Regions from separate parts of the Drosophila melanogaster genome. Here region 2 is linked to region 1. The links are chromatin contacts, called in public HiChIP or PLAC-seq maps. All regions are on one chromosome and are shown on one strand. Each heading gives the region's core, a stretch centred on a gene start, on an enhancer-like site or on the middle of the called end of the contact. The rest is flanking DNA. Distances are from core to core; before and after follow the strand shown. Region 1 holds the start of lt (light). Region 2 holds the start of Spf45 (Spf45,).

What was found. HiChIP or PLAC-seq counts read pairs in DNA pulled down with a chosen protein or histone mark.
Region 2: a POLR2A S2P HiChIP or PLAC-seq map of the Kc167 cell line shows a contact between it and region 1, with 2.1 times the contacts expected there. The contact joins the promoter of Spf45 here to the promoter of lt in region 1. A contact is called at or near these places in 2 of 107 Hi-C or Micro-C datasets (both in the S2 cell line) and 1 of 6 datasets of contacts at active chromatin or transcription factors (the Kc167 cell line).

What each region holds. Positions count from the first base shown.
Region 1 is chr2L:22,922,888-22,927,901 of dm6, forward strand. It overlaps lt (light), which reads left to right and starts at 1,908. Exons shown (of 12, transcript NM_001042950.3): 1 at 1,908-2,038; 2 at 2,095-2,220; 3 at 2,273-2,443; 4 at 2,494-2,611; 5 at 2,679-3,032; 6 at 4,551-4,878. The coding sequence starts at 2,009.
Region 2 is chr2L:23,065,783-23,070,784 of dm6, forward strand. It overlaps Spf45 (Spf45,), which reads right to left and starts at 2,604. Exons shown (of 3, transcript NM_001042961.3): 1 at 2,418-2,604; 2 at 1,363-2,362; 3 at 1,092-1,301. The coding sequence starts at 2,534. The coding sequence ends at 1,207. It overlaps lncRNA:CR43242 (long non-coding RNA:CR43242), which reads left to right and starts at 3,223. Exons shown (of 2, transcript NR_048041.1): 1 at 3,223-3,479; 2 at 4,110-4,942.

The DNA.
Region 1 (5,014 bases), core at 658-3,157:
GATAATTTTAGCGCTCATATCCGTGCGCTAAATGGAATGGGGTCAACGGAACAAATTGCTGGAAGTGCGCCCATGTACTTATCCAAAAGCTGGGTGCGGAGATTCATGCGAAATGGGTGGAGCATTTGGAAGACCCATTGTTCAAAAATGCAATTACGACGTGGGAATCCATGACATCGTTTGTGGTGCAGCGATGCAGGACGCTGGAGAACATGGTGTTCGCCATGGCAAGTTAAGCACTAGACAATCATTTGGAATGTAACAGAATATCTGGTTTGCGTAAGTTTACCCTTCTTGACTCAAGCCTCAGCCCTGCGAAATGTGTCTTCTGCAGTGCTTCTGGTGCCCAGTTCAATTTATTACTGCCAGAGGTTTACGAACCTGAACCCAGAAAGTCGGGTTTAAGAAGCGAAGGAACTGGCTCTTTATTTGAATTGCCTCAAGTCTGGGCATCAACTGAGGGAGTGCAACTCCGGCATTTGCCGCGCGCATCTATGCACCACAGCCTGCTTCACCTAGAAAACTTGGCCTCGCCTTCCCGTCATAAAAGATCACCTGAGAAACGCTTACTTCTCACTCGCATCCTCTGCACTGAATCCTCTGCAGCTCCTTAGCCTCTTAGCTCCTTGACGTGCTCTGCTCAACTGCACATTAAAACAACTCAATTCGCAAATAAGCTTCAACTCAGGAAGTCAAAATCGGCAGCTTGTTTTACCGTAATAGGCGATTTTTCAGACAGATGGTTTGTCAGTAAACATTCCAATACGATCTTAAACGTCTATAATACTCGACCAACATCACTGCTGGTATTGCATCCGATATAATTAAAAGTCAGCCGTCCTTGAATATTGACATTAGCAACTGGAACATACCCCAAAACCTTAGGCTCGCGGACCCAGAGTTTTATCGTTCTCAACAATTTATTACTGCCAAAGCTTTAAGAACCTGAACCCATCATGTCGATTGGAAGAAGCAAATAGACATGCTCTTTGTTTAAGACTGGGCATCAAGTAAGGCAGTGCAACTCCAGCAATTGCCGTGTGTGCGGATCTAAGCACCACACCCTGCTTCATCAGGAAAACTCAGTCTCGCCTTCAAAACATAAAAGATCACAGACTGAAGCTTGCCTCTTACTCGCATTATGCCGAAGAACCACCTGCATTGCCTGGAACGTGTGCTGCTCTTCTTGCACAGGATCTTGGTAAGGATGTTTTGCTCCTAGCCTCTGGAACCATATTAGTGAGGAACCGTTAATAAATCTTCGTCCGTGCTTATTAGCTAAACATGAAGAGGACTTAGAATTTCTGAATCAATTGATGTCTTTGCAAGCCTTCAGCTCGATATCTGTTGACAAGTATGCTTATAAAAAATGTGTACCCACAAAATACACTATAAAGAATTTATTTAAGTATTTAAGTGTAAGCAAATTGTCGATAACGGCATTGCTGCCTATCTAAAACTTTTGATGAAAGCTGAAAGTAGACCAAATTACTTACTTTATTATAAACATTAATATATAACATACCTTTATTTAAATTTTTCAATATTTTTTTTAATATCGGTAGAAAGTTGGAAAAAATACGAAAACTTAAAACAAAATTAGAAATTGTTCAAAAGTGTGGAAGTGACACAAGATTTTCGACAAATCGATAGAAATTTACAATACTAAAAATATATGAAAAAATGTCATAAAATTTTCAATAGGTTTGGGCGTGGCAGTTTTGGGAGGTTTGTTATTATATTGAATAAAAAAATTTCGTTTATTTAAGCACAGAACCCTTAATTTTTTACCTTTAAAGTCAAAAATTCAACTTATTTCTCAGCTTGTAAACAGTTTCTTGACAAACTGTATATATATTAGTGGGACACAGCTATAACATCGAATAATAAGACCGTTTTATAGTAATTATTATTGTCTATGGCGCTATTAGTAAATGTAAATAATAAAATAATACATCAGCTTGTGTATTTTCGTTGTTTGAAAATCAGAAATTTCCGTTTGCTTTAAATGGCTAAAGCGTTGCCGCTCATCAGTTGTGTATGATTTGTGGATGCTTTGCTAAACGCATGTTATTAAACTTTTGTTCATTCCAGGACTCTTGGGCCGATAGCATAAATGAGGAAGATGTGGAGCCCAAATTTAAGTATCACCGTCTCGCAAATGATTTAAAATACATGCTCAACGCTGATGTCATCACTTGTAGCGCTGTACACTTAAAGGTGTGAGCCAACCACATATTATATAAGTATTTTAAAAAACGTACATATTTAGTTTCTTATATTTGGAACTTTCCGAGGACGTGTTTGTATATTTGACCATCAAGGAAACTCAGTCTACTCAAATCTTAGCGCTAGCGAACGTCACACTCACCAAGTGGCAGTAAACAATATAGATGTAGATCATAAGGGCGAGTATGTGGCCACATGCTCCGACGACGGAAAAGTGAGTATCTGAGCTTGATAGCAATATAAAACTTAATTCTCTTTGCCTAGGTTAACATAACGGGATTGTTTAGCTCTGATAACAATCACAGTCTCAGCTTTGGCAAATTTATAAAGGTCGTATCACTGGAGCCCGATTCCAAAGCTCACATTAAAAGATTTGTAGTGGGTGAGTAATATGAATATTTTCTGTTAATTTATCGAGAGCAATTATTCTTTTTATTATTCTTTTGCAGGCGACGACAAACTTATCTTGTACGAGCGAAACTTGCTAAAGAAGCTTAAACCAGTTGAACTGTGCTCAGTCGAAGGCAGTGTTTTGTCAATCTGCTGGCATGGCAACTTTATTGCCTGGGCAAGTCACATAGGAGTTCGAGTCTACGATTTAAACGAAAGATGCTCACTTGGATTAATAAAGTGGGAGGTTCCTCCTCAGGAGCGATTAGAAAATTTTCGATGCCACCTTCGTTGGTCCAACAAGCATACATTATTAATTGGCTGGGTAGACACTATTCGAGTTTGCGTAATTCGAAAGAGAAATTCAATCGAAGCTTCAACTGGCAATCTGCCTGTCTACATTGTGGATCCAAGTATGTAAAGTTTATTAAAAAATCAACAGTGATTTACCGTAACCAAAGACATTAGAATAACAAGATGCGTAACGCTATTATTATTGAGTTTTATTATTACTAGTTTTTGTTCAAGAGCGTGAGAGTGGAGAGCTCTACTGCCATCAGCTCTTTTCTACGTATACAGAGACAGCTTGTATGCACACGTATGCTTATTCATTGTAAATTTGACAAAATGTGCCCTTCACTTTACAAGTTCTTAGACTTTAAATCTATATTATATATGATTAATTGGTACCATATAAAATATTCATGTTTTGCATTGCTTAAGGCAATGATATTATTATTTGAATAACACTTAGAAATAATAAATAACAAAATAAATTTCAAGTATGACTATATTAGAATATTTATCATTCAAGTATTCAGCTTGCGACGTGTTAAAAATTAGAGTAGACATTGGTTATTAGGTGCTTATAACCGCACGTCGTGCCTCAAGAATTCAACTTTGCATTAAACAGGTAGCATATTTGTATTTATTTTATAAATATTAACTTTTAACTATGTATGTTTGTATTATTTTTATAAAATATATTTTTAAATATGTATTTCCTTTTTTTGAAAATTATTGTTTTAAATTACAAAAGTAATAATAACAATTCCGGATCGGAACTTAATTTTATTTATAAGTTGAAATATTGATTAACTTAATGTTAATGCTGTAAAAGGTATTGCTCACAGTAACCTGTTGAAATTTTGCAACGAAATTGACCAAAACTTCAAATATGTAAATTCGATTCTTATATCAAAATTGATTTCAGTTTGAAAATCGTCTTCTAGCCCAAGTAGGCACACATATACACGTTTTCGTTTATTGTTTTTACTCACAAAAGCAAGCAAATATTATATTTATATTTAGATTTATTAGGCTCTCAGTTATTTTTTCTAAAGTCCCCAAAAAATTGCCGGCATAGGACAAAATCAATGAGTGGCCGTTACGCATCTTGTTATTCTAATGTATTTGCCGTTACTAAGTGTTCTGTTGACCGTTTTGCAGGTGTAAGGAGGGGCGTGGCCAAAGTGTTTTTGGTATACCGATGGCAAGAGAAATAATAAAACAAAGAATAATTGAAACAGTTCAGGTTCGGTTTATGGGCGTTAGAGTAGGCGTGACAAAATTTTTTTTTTTAAATTTGCAAGATACAAAATATCAAAAGGGGTTGTGGCAACATTTGAACACACAACAAACTTGACCTGCGTCTATGCCTTTAGAACCTGTATGCTTAATCTCAACTTTCTGGCGTATGTAGTTCCTGAGATCTCGACGTTCATACGGACGGACAGGCCAGATCGACTGATCAAAAAAAATGTATATATATCCTTCAGATGGTTGGACAAACTTCTCTCTATGTGTTAAATACTTTTCAACGAATCTAGTATATTCTTTCATTCTACGAGTAACGGTTATAATGAAATATTTTGGGCTCACGCAGTGAAATTGAAAATCCTCACATTTATAATTTCACTTTACCATTGCAGTCTCGACATTTCAAACAACTTTCTACGTATGTGGGCTTGCACCATTATCTGCAAAGCAATTGGTTGTTCTTGGCTTTCGCAAGGAAAAAAGCTCTTGTTTTAAAGCCCTACGACCTGTATTATGCGTTATTGAATACAAAATGAATAATAGCGAGGAAATCTGCACAGACAGTTTAACTTTACGCGGCTTTGAGGAGTACACCGTGAATGACTATAGTCTGGGTGGCATAATCGAGGAGAATCGCTTTTATATTGTGGCCCCAAAGGATATTGTGGTAGCTAGTCTTATTGAAACAGATGATCGTATAGAATGGTTGATTAAACACAGGTAAGCCAATAGTCCTATATTTTCATGACATTAATACACTAATAATCTACACTACTACTTTTTCATCGGAGAATTACTGTTAGGTATTCATATTTTGGCTTAATTACTGCTCAATTTGTTCTACGGACTTATTGCT
Region 2 (5,002 bases), core at 1,354-3,853, 140 kb after region 1:
CCACTACAGAAAGGCAAATTAGAAAATCCATTTAAACTAGCCTAAAATCTAGAACAGACTGACCCTGACCATTACAAAATCACTAATAGAAATAGAGTTACGCACTACTACAAAACAAAAGAAAAATAATCTACTTTCAATTTCACAGCCATCTGGTACCTGATGACATTATTGCTTATAACCAATTATTAATCGTATCCCACATACCCACTTACTTTTCACTAATAAACACAATTAAAATAATCCAATTCCATAGTCGGCTTCATTACGAAGAAAATTACTCACAACGTTTTGACTTCGACCGATTTTCTTGGCTATTACACAGTGTTTTAAACCAGATTCAATATAGCCTTTGATTTGACCTTTTTCAAAATCGGATAAAGGTTTTCCGCGGACCATTTGAGAAAAAGATTAAAAAAGATAATTTATATTTTAGAATACAAAAGAATTTAACTTTTTACAATCACGCGGTCAAACAAAAAGTAAAGTCAAAAGCGTAAAACCTATTCAGTTAAGCCAAAAAATTGAAGATTTTTTGTTGTTTTTGAAAAAAAAAATGATATAAAAACAAATTTAAGAGATCAGAAACTTTGCTATTTAACAGCTATTAATAACTGAGCTATTCATACATACAAATTTGTTTCGGATTTAAAAATAGTCAACCTATTCAGTTGAGCGGCACTGTGCATTGATTCGGCTATTACTATTTCTAAGCTAAATAATAACAACGTTAAGGCTATGCAAAACAGGAATTTTGTAAATGGAGACAATTGATAAAAAATAATAAATATTTAAAGTCTAGAAACTTGTAAAGTGAAGGGCATTTTTTGTCAAATTAACAATGCATGAGCATACGTGTGCACACATACAGTTGCCGGCTGTCACTGTATGAGCTGTTTGCTGTAAAAAAACAGCTCCGAAAAAATCGTTTTCAAAAAAATCGTATGGCGTTACGCATCTTGTTATTCTAGTGTCTTTGGTCCAACCAACATAGCATAAGGTCTAAAGCCAGGGGTATTCCACTTTGTTACCTAAACTGTGTAAGCGACCCCAACAATAAAAATATACATAAATATGGTCAAAATGTTTTTGTTTGATAGAAAGTAGTTTTTAATAGAAATTTACAAGACTAGTTCTGTGCGGTAAACATTTTTTAGGCTATCAATAACTTAGAAAAAAATAAATGCAATCTTAGTTGTATTAGTTCTAATGTAATTGGAAACATTTAAACTTATCATAGTTGTAAAACCCCGCTCGCACTTGACGTCCTCCAAAAAAACGTCCATTAAGGTCCACTACAGCTGCAAAGAAAAATAAAAGCTAACTATTTACCAAACAAAGTATTCACATATGTATAAAAACCTTTAATTGCACTTTCGATCCGCCTAAACTCTACGAATATTTTAACTGCATCTTCTGGCACAGTTCCGAACGATTCGTGAATGATTACACTGTTCACTTCCCCGTACTTGGTGTTGCATTCGTCTTTTACCTCGGGTTCCAATTCTTCGTCAACGTCCCCGGGTCCTACCATGTTGCGTAGAAGAACAACCTTGCTTGGTGATTTCATAATCTCCGTAATGCTGTATCCGATGTCACCACTCTCAGCCGCCGTGTCTACCATCTGGGGAGGAGGCATGGCCTTGTGGCTGGGACTTGTTCCTATTTGGGAGCCAATAGAAGGTGGCGACAATGCTAGGGGTGGCAGAAAAACGTCTTTTTCGTGTATGATCCGTCCACCACGTTTGGAGGTTTTCTCTACTTGAAGAGCTATGGCCATGCCCTGCTCCGATTTTCCGAGACCTTGACCATCCTTAAACCCATATTTTGCCATAATTTTGGCGGCCACCGAGCTGGCAGAATATGGCATAGTATTAGTGGCTTCACAACCACTATCAATGGACATTTCTTGGAGGGAAGGAGGGGGAGCGATTGTGGCACCTCCCTGTTTAGCTACAAGGCCCGGAGATGGCAAGTACATGTCATCATCGTTTTGCCGGTGGCCAAACCCGCTGAGCTTCAGGTTAGGGGCTGAGACTTCGTCTCTATAAAATTCTCGACGACCGACGCGTCCACGTTTACGATCTTTTTCTTTGTCATCTCGGTCTTCTCGATCACTTACGCCTGCTCGATTTTTGTCACTGCCATTACTTTTCTCTTTAAGTTTTTCATATTCATTTGGCCTTTGAGGATCGTATTCATCGGCAACGTCCCAGTCCCCCCTGTTTATCCTTTCCAGTATGGATGGAAGGGCTTTACCACTTATTAATGGTTTGGATACAACTGTAGTAATTGGAGCAAAACATGTAACTTCTGGATCTGCAAGGCGTTTGGACCTTAGATTAACCACTGGCGTCATAAGCTACATAGGGTGTATTAATAATTGTATGATCTATATCGGCAGATTGTATACTCACTGGTTTTTTGACAGCCATTTTTACTGCCAGCTGGGTCTGTAACATTTTTATTCCCGAAGACCATCCATCAATCTGGCTAGATCGAGCCCTCGTATCAATGCCGTCATACAAATCCATTAACAAATATATCAATACTAGCACCACCTTAAGATATTGATGACAACGAGCTTCAACAATGTTTTTATTTATTTTCAAGGCCCGATAGATTTAATGACTATCAACTGTTCGACTTAATGTCCGATTCACACAGAGCCATATCACTGCAAGAAAGGATGCCCTATCGGGCAAGAACAGATAAGCTACAATAGAAAAAAGTTTACAAATCTATTTATTTATTTAAATTTATTTTAAAATTTTTCTAACACAAAAAAACGCATGCGTCTATTTTATGTTGAAACTTAAGTCAACTACATGGGTCATCGAACTGTTTTTAATTTCACTGTTTTACTAAAATAAAAACTATTGCACAACGATTGCCTTGCATCTATGGCATAGTCATAGTTAGTAGAGCTTACGACTTACACGCTAAATATTATCGATATTGAAGAAAAAAATTAAGAAGAGCTTACAGTTGTTAAAAACAAGTCGTACTTCATAATGTTTTCGTTGCTTTCAAAATAAATACCTTGAAAGAAGGTATTTAATTACCTATGCACGATAAGATACTACTATCATCGAATATATAGGAAACAAACCCCTTTAAACGCTACGAAACAAGGAAAATGTTACTACTTCTATTCATGAGAGTGTGGGCGGGGCTTAAATCGAATAACTTTGTATAAAGATTTCCCATAGTTAACACAAGTTAAACTTCTTAAAACTAATAAAAGCAAAACAAGCATCAATTTTTCACAATTCAAAATTTTATGATAAATAATGCTTGAGAGAGCCAGTAAGAGCGTCGTCTGTTTAGCCGAACCATTTGATTTTGTAATGGTTTTTGTAGCGATAAATTGTGCAACAGTTAATGTATAGTGGATTGAACTGTAGTTACTCGATTGCCAAGACATAATAAATCGACTGAGAAAGTAAAGGAAGATTCCTGCGGGGAATGTGCTTTTCGTAAGTTTTGCATATCTTAGCATTTTCATTGTGTCATTTAAAGAGATTTGTAGATTAGTGTTGATCAAGATCATACAGAATTGCCAATTACATGCGGCACGGGGACTACCGATGTCTAAGCAAAGACATTCGAATATCAAGAGGTTTGTGACGGCCAAAATTGCTCTTACTCCGCCTCGCGTGAAATTGAGAGCGTAGAAGACGATTTTCGAACCGAAATTAATATTGATCTAAGAAGCGAAGTTACATATTTAAAAATGATTTAAAAATTAATGCCTTGACCATTATTGTTTTTATTCTTAATGTTATTTAAATTATTATCAACCGTTCACATAAATATATTTTATTGTTTATAATTAATATTTGTAAAATGGTACTGGAGACATACTTCAACATGAGACTGTGAGCAACATAACAGAATTAAAATTATGTTTATTATTTCAACTAATAAATCAAATGAATTTTATCTAAAATTGTGGATAAAACTTTTGTAATTTAAAAAATAAATTTAAAAAATATATATACATTTTAAAAAATGTATTTCATAAAAACTATACAAACATACATACATAGTTAAAAATGAATATTTATATAATAAATATAAATATACAACTTGTTGCTAAATTTTAGGGCACGACATGCGGATTTCATACGTCGCGAGCTGAATACTGTGAGGAGTCTTAAAACTCTCAAAAAATACAACTTAGGAAAGCTGCTTAGCAACAGCGAAGACGGCTGGAATGTGAGAGTTGTCAGGCGGCCAGGTCGAACGGAAAATAATGGACCTTGGACCCCGACAAAGTGGAGAGACCGTGAACTAACGGTATTGCGCTGGACCTTTGACTCGAGCTCTGGACGGCCAAGGCCCAAGGTCGAACGGTAACAATGCGGACTTTGGACGAGCACAAAGAGGACGCACCTTGAACTAACGTGGCCTTGTACCTGAGCGGACCGTGCACAAAAAAATAACGCGATCCCCGCGACCACCTATACCAACAAGGCGACAAGAGATTCGCGAGTGGGAACGAACAGTGAGAAAGTAAGAGTAACGCCGCGAACAGTCAACCCGTCAGTGAAAAACGCGCACCCGTCGACAAGGTAACGGTCTGTGAGAACGCGCAGGACGTAGAAGGGAATTAGCCAGTGAGCGGACATACAAGGACAATCACTCCAGGTGAAGAACGGTGCAATGCAGAGATCCGCGGAGCACGATAACACAAGAACCTGGTCAGAAGGGACAGTGGAGTCAGTGGTCGGTAAGGGTAGTCCCTGGCCGAGTGTTGCCTTAACCAGTTGACGATATACCCTGGCCCATGACATCCTAATCCCTTTCGATCCTGCACGTGTTCCGTTGTCAGGGACACACAGGAAGATGAAGGCAAGGCGTCGCAGGAGCAACGCCGCGCAGCAGACGGCGATCAGCAGTCAGCCGTGAAATACTACAATAAAGCGCCCTTAATCTGAAACTCTGTCTTCTCCTTGGTCAGGTACTCACACAAATCAAAAATTTGATGGGACGAACA